Linked DNA regions of Bicyclus anynana: region 2 is linked to region 1. The links are chromatin contacts, called in public Hi-C maps. All regions are on one chromosome and are shown on one strand. The core of a region is the stretch at or near the end of the contact, and the rest is flanking DNA. Distances in the headings are between cores, read along the strand shown.

Evidence for each region. Hi-C and Micro-C count contacts between places; a contact is called where the count stands out from the background.
Region 2: a contact with region 1 is called in a Hi-C map of whole body, with 1.9 times the contacts expected there. The contact joins the enhancer-like site here to the promoter of LOC112049058 in region 1. A contact is called at or near these places in 2 of 2 Hi-C or Micro-C datasets (whole body and whole larva).

The regions. Positions count from the first base shown.
Region 1 is chr11:11,120,703-11,126,526 of ilBicAnyn1.1, forward strand. It overlaps LOC112049058 (protein yellow-like), which reads left to right and starts at 3,983. Exons shown (of 1, transcript XM_024086810.2): 1 at 3,983-5,824. The coding sequence starts at 4,056. The coding sequence ends at 5,390.
Region 2 is chr11:11,161,173-11,167,325 of ilBicAnyn1.1, forward strand. LOC112049067 (cytohesin-1) reads right to left here. Exons shown (of 9, transcript XM_052884345.1): 9 at 3,211-6,153. Among protein-coding and RNA genes, the nearest start is that of LOC112049058, 40 kb to the left of the region's middle. Within about 2 kb of position 4,224, at least 6 of the 8 cell types and tissues checked have open chromatin away from gene starts, as enhancers often do.

The DNA of each region.
Region 1 (5,824 bases), core at 2,733-5,232:
TTTAACCCCTAGAGGCTAAAATGCTTGTTTAGCCCCGCTGTGGAGTGGTAATATGACAGTGTTTTTGTGCAATAGTAGTGAAAATACAATTATAGCCTGGTTAAGATGTGCTATGTAGGGGAGAGCGGGGCTGAACGTGCCGATTTTGACAAATCCTCATATAATTCGAATACTACAAGTACTATGACTAAAAGTAGTGGTTCATCCTAAGCCAAATTTAGTCTCGAATACGAATTTACCGTCAGATATTCCACATTTTTAATATTTTTTGAAAAAAAGTGATTTTTGTATGCTGCGGCGGAAAGGCACTACCAACCCCACGTTGGGGCAAGTTGTGCCGTAGCCGAGGTCAGTTGTGCCGTTGATATGCTAGGTGTTTTACATGAATGAAAATTGATATAGAATTTAAAAGACATACATTTTTAATAATAGCATGTTTATTTGTTATACTTTATTCTATAAATCAACAGTCTTTAGGCTTAATTAAGCTTTTAACAAAATGAAACAAAATAGATCAAAGCTAGTTTTTCACTAGATCAGAATTATCAGAATAGTAATTAGGACATACAAATGGTAGGCTATCTTCATTTTCAGTGCATTGTAAATGGGCCCAATTCTTACATTCTTTGCATTCAATCCATTTTTCTCCAGAGGCAGAGTTAGAATAGGCATCACAACATATGATACTGTACCATTTTTTATTGTTATCAGAACTGTCGTCATCTTGCTCTTCTCTTAGCGGGGTTCTTAGTCGGTTTTTTTGTTCGTTTACCTTTTCTCTTTCCTTTACCGTTAACCTTCTTTGCAGTTCCACTTTCTCAATTCTTTTTTAGTCTGTTCTAAGGCCAAAGCATTTTTCTCTGGAGTGTCCGTAAGAACAGCTGTCTTTCTTTTACGTCCTTTGTTATGTCCATTTAATCGGGCAGGTGCTTTAGGCAGTGGTCTTATTAGCTCTGGTGAGAAAGTTGCCGTTTTTTTATCTCGTGTATTGTTATAAGCTGATTAAGGAAGCTGGAAGCTACAGCAAGGGATTTTTGATTTACTGATGTTTCACTTGTAATGTCAACGACTGCATCGCTTAGTCCAGGAACATGCTGTAGTATTGATGGACCAGTCTCAACATCAACATTGCTGCCCACATAATTTGACTCCGAAGTTTGATCAGGATATTCAGGAGTCCTTTCTCGATTTTTTGTAGCAACAGGCAAGTTATCTGTACCTTGTGTAGGTCGATTATCTGGCTCCGAGCGATCAGTGACCAAAGACGGGGCAAAATTTTCGTCCGTAAATATGTTTGAATCATACCAAATGCCAGTCTTTTTAAATGCGTTGTTTATATTGATAGGTTGCTGCCTACGTTGGTATTTCATAAATGCTCTTAGTCTTCCCGGGATTAGTTCTTAGCCAGTTATTTTGTGCTTTAGAGCAGTATGTTTTAAAAGGGCCATTGACACCAACATCCAGAGGTTGGAGACGATGGGTGCAGTGTGGTGGGAATGTTAATAATATAACAGAATTTCTATTGGCCTTTTCAATTACATCAATATTAATGTGAGATGAATGATTGTCGAGGAGTAAAAGCACTGGCATTTCAGGACTAGGCTTAGTGTGTTTTATAAAATGATCCATATAGACTGAGAACTCTGTGCTTGTCATCCAACCAGATTGATTGCCAGCTCCAATACTTTCAGGAGGACCATCGCGAATAAACATACATACACATTATATTTCAAACGTGGAAATACGAACATCGGTGGAATTGAGTTTCCTAGAGCACTTACCGCAAGCTCCACGGTGACTAGAGTTCCACGCTCTGCTGAAACAATAGCTCCTACTTGCTTTGTTCTTTTTTCAGCCAAAATGTTCTTCGGTTTCAGTACAGTTTGGACATAATGAAACAATAAAGGTAGCTTAGGGGTTGGTTGTGCCGCGGCACAAGCAGCCCCACAAATACGGAACATTTTACCCCATTTATGAGAGTGTGATATTTTGTCTCACATAGGAAAATCAATCTGCTAAAATCATAAACTAGAATAAATAACAAACATTTTACTAAAACTCTCATTTTAAAAGCACAAGAAATGCTAGCTTGTGACCAAAAAGTATCGAGACGAAAATATTTACTTACGTAGCGCTGGAGGACACTCACATGCACAGCCACTCACTCCGCGTCGCTGACGCAACTAAAATGGTAGCCGCATGTGCGCGGCTGTTAGCGATTACGCGACACAATACGATCGTATATCTATCTCTTTCTGTTTTCGAGATATTCGCGTCGGCACTATTTACCCCCGGCACTTTCAGCCCCGCTCTCCCCTAGTACAATTTTTTTTCCGTCTCTTATAAAAATGGTTGAGGTAATTCGATTCGGAATTAAATCAATACTTAGTGCTCGAAACTTTTTTTTTTTTTAGTTAATTATTTATAACTTTTGCAATTACTGCGAGCGGGCCTTCAATTTTTTCAAAAATTATCTACATTCAATTCCAAATCGAATGACACCTTAACCATTTTTATAGGAGACGGAGAAAAAAAATGTACTACAGAGCACATGTTAACCAGGCTTTTAGTATATTTCTTTTGTAGGTATATTGATGGTATAATCAAGATTATAGCTATATATAATATGAAGACGTGGATTTTTGAAGGAAGTAAAAAAGATGAGGCAGTCAGACCACCATTGTGTCAGATATTACTAATTTAATTACTTAATCATGTCAGAAATGTGGTTAATAAACTTTACTCACACGTAGGAAAATAACAAAACCCTTTTCCAACACTGACGTGTACACCAGTAGGTACATCAACGTTTTCCATTGATTTATAGATTTATGTGTGTACTAGCAAACGCCCGCGATTTCGTCCGCCCTTAGACCTCTTTAATCCAGCCCTTACAGTAGTATCGCTGTAAAAATGGACTAACTTCTCCCGTTTTCCCAACATTTCCCTTCACTGATCTGCTCCTATTGATCGTAGCGTGACGAAAGTATACTATAACCTGCCTAGGAGTATGAAGAATAATTGTACCAAGTTATGTTAAAATCCGTCGAGTACTTTTTGTTTCTATAACGAACATACAGACAGACAGACAGACAAAAATTTTACTGATTGCATTTTTGGCATCACTATAGATCACTAATCACCCCCTGATAGTTATTTTGGAAATATATTTCAAGTACAGATGATTCTCTACAGATTTATTATACCTACCTAAGTAGTTAGTAAGTAGCTAAATAAATGAAGTTTTAAAAGTATTTTCCTCTGATTTCGTATATAGGAATTTAGTTAATATTTCAATTTTATTTAAAATAAAGATGCCTACCTTTAAAAGTACCAGACGGAACTATTCTAAGAAAAAAATAAATCACTTGCAATCAGTCCAATAGATCAAGTAATTAAACAGTTAATTTAAATTTTCACGCTTCAGTAGCCAGCACATTAACACATTGAAGACTACAGTTTATTATTGCTTTAATTTTATACAACGATTTGCTTGCATCAGTGTACAAGCAATGCGTCGTTACATCATAACTCTAGAAATATTTTCCATAACCGCTAAATGAATATTAAACATAAATAAACTGCGCGTTAAAAGCTACGGATTAAAGCGAGGAACTTGTGACCCCAAGTTTTATTACACTGTAGGGTGTTTAAATCCAGCGTAACAAGAAATACTTATTATACCTTTGCATGTTTTGAAAAGCCAGGCTCAACGACCACTTCAATCGATTCCCCGTACGATTTATACATAAACGGCGAGACTGTCGGACCCTCCGTCTAGCTGGGGTGGCCCGCGTGACCTTCGCGCACCCTTTCCGGTATGTATCTATTCATTTGCACAAATTGCATCGCCGTCCATATCGAGCTGAGATAATTCTCGATTCAAGGTGAAAGAATCAATTAATGAATCGCCAATAACAATTACGTAGTGTGGTGACACGCGAGTGCAGGTAACTGAGGAGTACGCGACGCACGGCGAGCCGGCCGCGCCAGTCAGTCAGTCACACAGCCCGCGCCAGCCGCGCAACACGCAACCGAGACACTCCGAGCTAACTATGAAACTATTCGTGTTCATCGCGATCGTCGCAGTCGCGGCGGCCCAGGACAAGCAGCCGCGACCGCCGCAGCACCGCGAACAGTTCCGAGTTGTATACGAATGGCGGACTGTGGACTTCGAGTGGGAGTCGCCGGGAGATCGCGAGACCTCCCTAAACTCCAGCCGCTACATCCCCCAAAATGTGTTAATATCCGGCATCAACTTTTACAAAGACAATATATATTTGACGCTACCCCGGATGCTGGATGGCGTGCCGGCCACGCTCGCTTACATCCCGGCTAATCAAAACGACACCGCTCCGAAACTGAAGCCGTTCCCCAGCTGGAAGGATAACACTCTAGGCGATTGTTACGCTCTACAGTTCGTGCAGAACATCGAAATCGATCGCAATGGAATTATGTGGATCCTGGATAACGGTCGAGTCGGCACTTTGACTCAAAACCCGGACGCTAAGTGCCCGCCTTCCATAGTGTTAATTGATTTGAAAACTGGTGAGAACAAATTGGAACGTTACCCGCTGCCCGCAGACGTTGTAAACCCGAGCACGACGTACTTAAACGATCTGGTGGTTGACAATCGTGATGGTGATTTCGCGTACATTACCGATAATAGCGCGGTAGATCCCGGCATTATCGTGTTCCGATTAAGTGATAAAAAGTCGTGGAAGTTGCGTGACACGAAGTCAATGTCGTCGGTTCCGGAAGCTGCTTTGTTCCGTATAAACGGCACTACGGTGAACCTCCCCGTCAACGTCGACGGCATCGCTATGGGACCACAGTTCTTGACCGAAGATGAGACTGTAGACCGTACGGTTTACTACTGCCCACTGTCGAGCTATCATATTTACGCGATCAACGCATCGGTTCTACGAAATGAATCTCTTGGTCTCAAAGGCGAAGGCGCTATACGCCCTTACGTTGTCGATCTCGGCACCAAAGCTTCACAAACCGACGGCATGAAAATGGACTCAACGGGCACTCTCTTTTTCGGTTTGATCGGTAACTCCACGATAGCGGAGTGGAACACCACTGTCGATTTCCGCACGGGTCAACGTACGATCGCCCGCGATCCGAATTACATCCAGTGGGTGGACCGTTTCACTTTCGACGATCGCGGCAACTTGTACGTCGTCGTGAACAGATTGTTTAACTTCGTGAAGAACCAAGTGTCTGTCGAGGAAGTTAACTACAGGATTCTGAGGTCGTACACTGGTTTGAAGAGTTACGTTTTCGGCGAGGATTTGATGCCGACGAAGCCTCCGCACGCCGCTGCGACGGCTCCCACGCTCGCCGCGTCCTTGCTAGTGTTCGCTCTGGCACATCTGCTCGTCTAGGACGGTAGTCCTACACCTTGGAGTCAATATGCGTCCGGACTGATGCGTGTAACATTACCAAATATTAAAGTTACCTTGACCTCGTGGTCTTTTCAGTGATAATCGCGGTGTAGATAGCTTTGTATATTATTACTATAAGTGTATTATTACGGTGATACTGCGTACGACCTTTGTGATCGGAGTCGTGATGAAGACGCTCCGTGCATGTGGTACAAAAGGTCGGGGACGTGTTGTCAAATGCCGCGTTTCACCACTCAACATTCCATCTGTAACTTTAAATAAACAAAGGTGTATCTGAGGTGTATCTTTGTCACCGTTTGTACTTAGTTCGTACTTGGTTTGTTTATTTATTGTAATACTTGGAATGTTGGATTATACCTACGCATTTTTGTACTGAAAATGTTATCTATTATTCTAAGAAAATTTTCAGTGCA
Region 2 (6,153 bases), core at 2,974-5,473, 41 kb after region 1:
TGGACTGTTACTCAGAATTTATAGACGGAGAAACTCAATTAAACAACGCTGGTATTCTGTCAGACCTTTATGAGGGATGATCATAACACATACAATTAGTCAAACAAAAATAAATATATTACTAAAAAATAAATAAAATACAGTTATGTAGTGTAATCTCAGAAGGAAGAAAAAGCAAGTTAAGTCAGAAGGACAGTCACAAAAGAAAAAAATAATAATAAATAAATAAATAAAATAAAATCAATTGTTTATTATTAATTAATTATGGTATTGCCACACAGTCTGCTTTTTGGCAATGTAATAAATACAAGCGATACCATATTTTTTTAAAAGTACATTTAGATTTTACCTCCCGAATAGGTGGAGGAATGTTGTTCCAAAACTTTGTGGTAAGACATTTAGGTAAGTACCTACCTAATTTTATTGGCCCACCGGGTTTCATACCGCATCTCCATAGTCAGCCATTACCTAACAATGTATGTATAACTTTTTCAAATATTAGCAATTCTTTACGCAACGGCGTTTCACCTGCGCCGGAAAAGGAAGCCAAGTCGAACATCGCGGTCGAGTAGTTTTGTTAAAGTGTGTTTAGGGCATTGTGTTAATATGAATTCCATACTCATAACTTGATGGCTGGTTTATTAACCAACTAGCTGACGCCGCGCGGTTTCAGCCGCGTTGTTCCAGTTCCCGTAGGAATACGGGGATAATGTATAGCCTATAGCCTTCTTTTTTTTTGAATTTTTCAAATCGGACCAGTGGTTTTTGAGATTAGCGCGTTCAAGCAAGCAAACAATCAAACTCTTCAGTTTTATAATATATCTATAGAGTAAGCAGATCATTACTTACATGCACATTTATATTATAGAACTACAAAATAGTAGTACCTAGATTTTTTTATTACTATTCGATTTTACTTACGTGCACTTAGGTACCTACCCTACCCACCTACCTACCCTTTTTCCATATTTTCTCAACGTTCAAACCTTCCCTGGACCACGACAAATATTCCAAAGCCAAAATTAGGTTTAAAGGTGGGATAGATGCTTGCTCTGTCAAACAGACAGACCAAAAAAAGTTTATTTGCATTATACCTACATAAGTGTGTTTAGGGCATTGTGTTAATATGAATTCCATACTCATAACTTGATGGCTGGTTTATTAACCAACTAGCTGACGCCGCGCGGTTTCAGCCGCGTTGTTCCAGTTCCCGTAGGAATACGGGGATAATGTATAGCCTATAGCCTTCTTTTTTTTTGAATTTTTCAAATCGGACCAGTGGTTTTTGAGATTAGCGCGTTCAAGCAAGCAAACAATCAAACTCTTCAGTTTTATAATATATCTATAGAGTAAGCAGATCATTACTTACATGCACATTTATATTATAGAACTACAAAATAGTAGTACCTAGATTTTTTTATTACTATTCGATTTTACTTACGTGCACTTAGGTACCTACCCTACCCACCTACCTACCCTTTTTCCATATTTTCTCAACGTTCAAACCTTCCCTGGACCACGACAAATATTCCAAAGCCAAAATTAGGTTTAAAGGTGGGATAGATGCTTGCTCTGTCAAACAGACAGACCAAAAAAAGTTTATTTGCATTATACCTACATATAAACACTTGAGAAAACAATTATTATATAATACACAGACAGATACTTCAATTTCAATTATATGTTTTGATAATATGATACAGTAAAAATGTAGATACCTAAACAAGGACCATTTAAAGTTAAAATGTAATCATAAACATTAAGGTAGATAGCAATACCTACTGTTTGTGGTTATGAGGTAAATACAGTGGACACGAACACTATGTGCAATATGGAAATTTAGCACTATGAATAGGTACCTAACAAGTAGGTAAGGCTAAGGTATAAAGTTTTCTTGTTTATTACGAGTATATCTTCAATGATTGACTATTGTTTTCGTTATTGTATGGATAATGTGCTATAAAGAAAGAAATTAAGTATTAGATATATCTTTTTAAGTAGCAAAACGTGTAAAATATAAATATTATAGTCTAAGAGCCTGACATAGCCAGACCTTTTGACGGCCGCCGTGGCTTTATGGATTTACAAAACGGAGGTCCTAGGTTCGATCCACGACTGGGCCGATTGAGATTTTCTTAATTAGTCCAGGTCTGGCTGGTGGGAGGTAACGGCCGTGGCTAGTTACCACCCTACCGACAAAGACGTACCGCAATGCGATTTAGCGTTCCGGTGCGATGTCATGTAGAAACCGAAAGGTGTGTGGATTTTCATCCTCCTCCTAACGAGTTAGCTCGCTTCCATTTTAGATTGAATCGTCACTTACCACCAGGTGAGATTGTAGATAGGGCGAATTTGTAAAAAAATAAAAAAAAACCAGTGTCATAATCTATAACTATAGGTAAGTATGGTAGACACGTAGTAATTTGATCCATGGTCAATTTAGTCCTCCTTCAGTCGTGTCCCTTATATATTTTTTGACGGCCTCCGTGGCGCAGTGGATTTTCAGGACAGAGGTCCTCGGTTCGATACCCGGCTGGGTCGATTGAAGCTTTCTTAATTGGTCCAGGCCTGTCTGGTAGGAGGCTCTGTAACTACTGAGGGTAGGAAAGAATGCACATAAGTCAAAGTGAAGCTTGACCGAGTCCGCTAGTTCATTTATTAATATGTATACCTACGCTTTTATCTCTAAATTAAAAAACCTATAAAATATTGTGTAGATTTGTTTTATTTTATTTGGTTTTAAATATGGCAACGCAAAGAAACGTCAGATTTACAGCGTATTATACAACAGAAATTAGGAGATCCGCAGAAGAACTAAAGTCACCGACATAGCTCAACGAGTTGCGAAGCTGAAGTGGCAATGGGCGGGGCACATAGTTTGAAGAGCCGATGGACGTTGGGGTCCCAAAGTGCTGGAATGGCGACCTCGCACTGTTAAGCGCAGTGTTCGACGACCCCCCACCAGGTGGACTGACGACATCAAGCGAGTTGCAGGGATTCTCTGGATGCAAGTGGCTCAGTATCGTGATGTTTGGAAGTCCCTACAAAAGGCCTATGTCCTGCAGTGGATGTCCATCGGCTGATATTATGATGATGATGATATATCAGAATAATTCAATTGTATTGAGAAAAATACTTAAGCAAATACCTATGAGGTAACTTTTCTGAAAGGAGACTTAAAAATATATGATAAAAATAAAACAAAACGAATAAATAATGATAATAATGTAATTTTCTTTCATACAAAATTATTTACAACATCATTATTATGCACATATCCGTTGTCATATATAAATCATTACAATTGAGATAAATTAAACTCCCTACGCGAATTTACACAGCATCCCCAATTACATGTTAATTAATCTTACTTAACTTACTAGTTACAGATCATTAGGCACCTTTCCCTAATTATGTGTACAGTGCACGCCACGAAAACGTCTAAAACGAATTTAATGTGATGATCGATCAACCACTGCATTCACTAACTCGGTTGCTATCGGAAAATGAAAGCCACCGGTATCTTTGAATTACGTCAATATTTGACATTAGTATAGTGCGTCAAACATATCTGGCCCGGAGAAGGTGTCGCTATCGTCGCACTTTTAGTATAATGTTTTGCATAAAATAATGTTAACAAAAAATTGAACCGACTTCAATGATGCATTACTATGCCAAATAGACTCTAAAAGTTCATTTTGTTTTTTGACACCGCCACTGAGAACCTCTCTTTTTATGAAGTCGGTTAAAAATGACGATCGCCGTTCGTTCGTTCCAGCGATAGTTCCAGTTTTAACCACCGGGCCAGTAAAATTTGTGGCACTACACTTTATACATTGCAACTTCATTGAATGGGTCAAAAAAATATTTTTCAAAATTACGAGAAACAAATGAAATGTCAAACTCAGTGACTTTCATTTCCTGAAAGCGACCGAGTTAGCGAATGCAAGTGCTGCTCACTTGCGCAGTGACGTTGTTAATTTGCATTCTGCTTTCGTGGGACGTAAACTGTCGTAACCTAATAGACAACGATGACCGACACGACCGATTGATTGATGAGGTACTCAAATTATAAAGCAAGCAACTCATGGTGTGGAACATTCAAGGTTCTACATAACTTAAACGATGACGTCATCACATGACATCATCTCCGAGTTAACTAATTGTTCGCCTTTGAAATTGTATGTATAGTATGAGCCAAACTTCTAATCCGTACTGTACCGCTTAGATGTGTTATTGTACACTGTGCAGTCATACACATCGTGTTCAGAGCGGACTCTAAGTTTGGTGCACACTATACTATGAGAAGTAATAGTAATGTGTGAATTCACAGTTGCACTTTCTTGGTATTTGATTTGTTGTAATACTTTTTATTCAAGAAATGTTTCATGTTAATACGAACGAGTTATTAACATTAATTTATACAAAACTCAAATCAATCGATCGTAGAATCAGTCGTACGTTTATTGTATCCTTTAGGATCAAAGTCCCTTTTGGCAGACTTGTATGAACTAAATCGTAGTCAGAAAGAATCATTGAAATTGTCATGTAATTAACATAGAAACTCGCATCAGAGCGGTATGGTGGGCCTAAGCTCCATATCTTCTTCTTTCTAAAAGAGAAGTTTGTAGTGGGGGGACATTAAAATATGCTAATAATGATAAAATTGAAACGTCGGATCTGCCAAAAAGAACTTCGTTCAGACGGCCTAGTGGCAGTTTGGTACTGTTACTGTCGCGTTAACGTAAACGCGAATTTCTAAGGAATTGAAACGACACCATCAATTGGCACTACTACACAATTGTTTCAATTCCATATAAATTCGCGTTTACGTCAACGCGATAGTAACAGTATGAAAATATTGAAAACTCCCACTAGGCACACAGATTGTTTTGACGATGACATTCGTAGTCGCTTAACTCCTATCTGAATAACGATACAAAGTGACTCATTTACTTTTAAAATATTACTAACTATATACACATTCGCACTAAAAATTATAATGTTATGCAATAACGCGACTTCTAACATGTATTTAAATAAACAAATATATTAGAAACTCGAGTAGCTCCGATTTTAATGAAATATATATTTTTTGTGTTTTGCCGCTTAAATCCACTCCTGATGGTATAATTCAATAGTTGACAACTTTAGTAATAAAAATAATATAATCCAATGTACATCACTGACTGAGTCATTTAGTTATTGAATGGGTATCACAATCTATACTTATAATAAATCTGTACAGAGGTTAATTCTGTACATGAAATATATTTCCAAAATAACTAATATGCGGTGATTCGTGATACTGATGCCAAAAATCAGTAAAATTTTCGTCTGTCTGTATGTTCGTTATAGAAACAAAAACTACTCGACGGATTTTAACGAAACATGGTACAATTATTCCTCATACTCCTGGACAGGTTATAGTATACATTTCATCACGCTACGATCAATAGGAGTAGAGCAAAGAAAACGAAAGAAAACGGTATAAGTTACTCCATTTTTACAGCGATACTACTGTAAGGGCTGGATTAAAGAGGTCTAAGGGTGGACGAAGTCGCGGGCGTCCGCTAGTAATAAAATAGAAAACGTCAATAACTTCATTGAAAACTAAACTATCAAAACAGGAAATCCCATATTGATATTGCTCATGATTCGTCATTATTGCATACTTATAATTTTTTTATTCGATCAATTATTATACTCAATACAAGTCACATAAAATAACTGAACTGAACTTTGACTTTAGCAAAGCTTCTATTAAGTCATCGCTTAGCATACATTCCATACTATAGCTTGGCAATTCGTAACACTCCCGATGGTCCGCACTGGCCGGGGCGTGTAGCGATAAATGAAAAACCCACGACTGATGCCTCTAACTTATTTCACACCCGCGCAGTCTTTCCCCCCGTCGCCCGCATATCATGGGAATGTCATCAACGAACTTGCCAAGCTATACATACATAATACATGGTTGTAACACCCCTCATTTGTGCAACTATTGAATTATTGAATTATATTGAATTGAACTAATGAATCAAGATTCCAGCCCCCCTAGCCAAGTGGCACGTCGATTCTCTTTCTACGATCGCTAACGCTTCGAAAATTAGAAAGATGTATGGAAATGACATTTGATATCGACAGGTCACG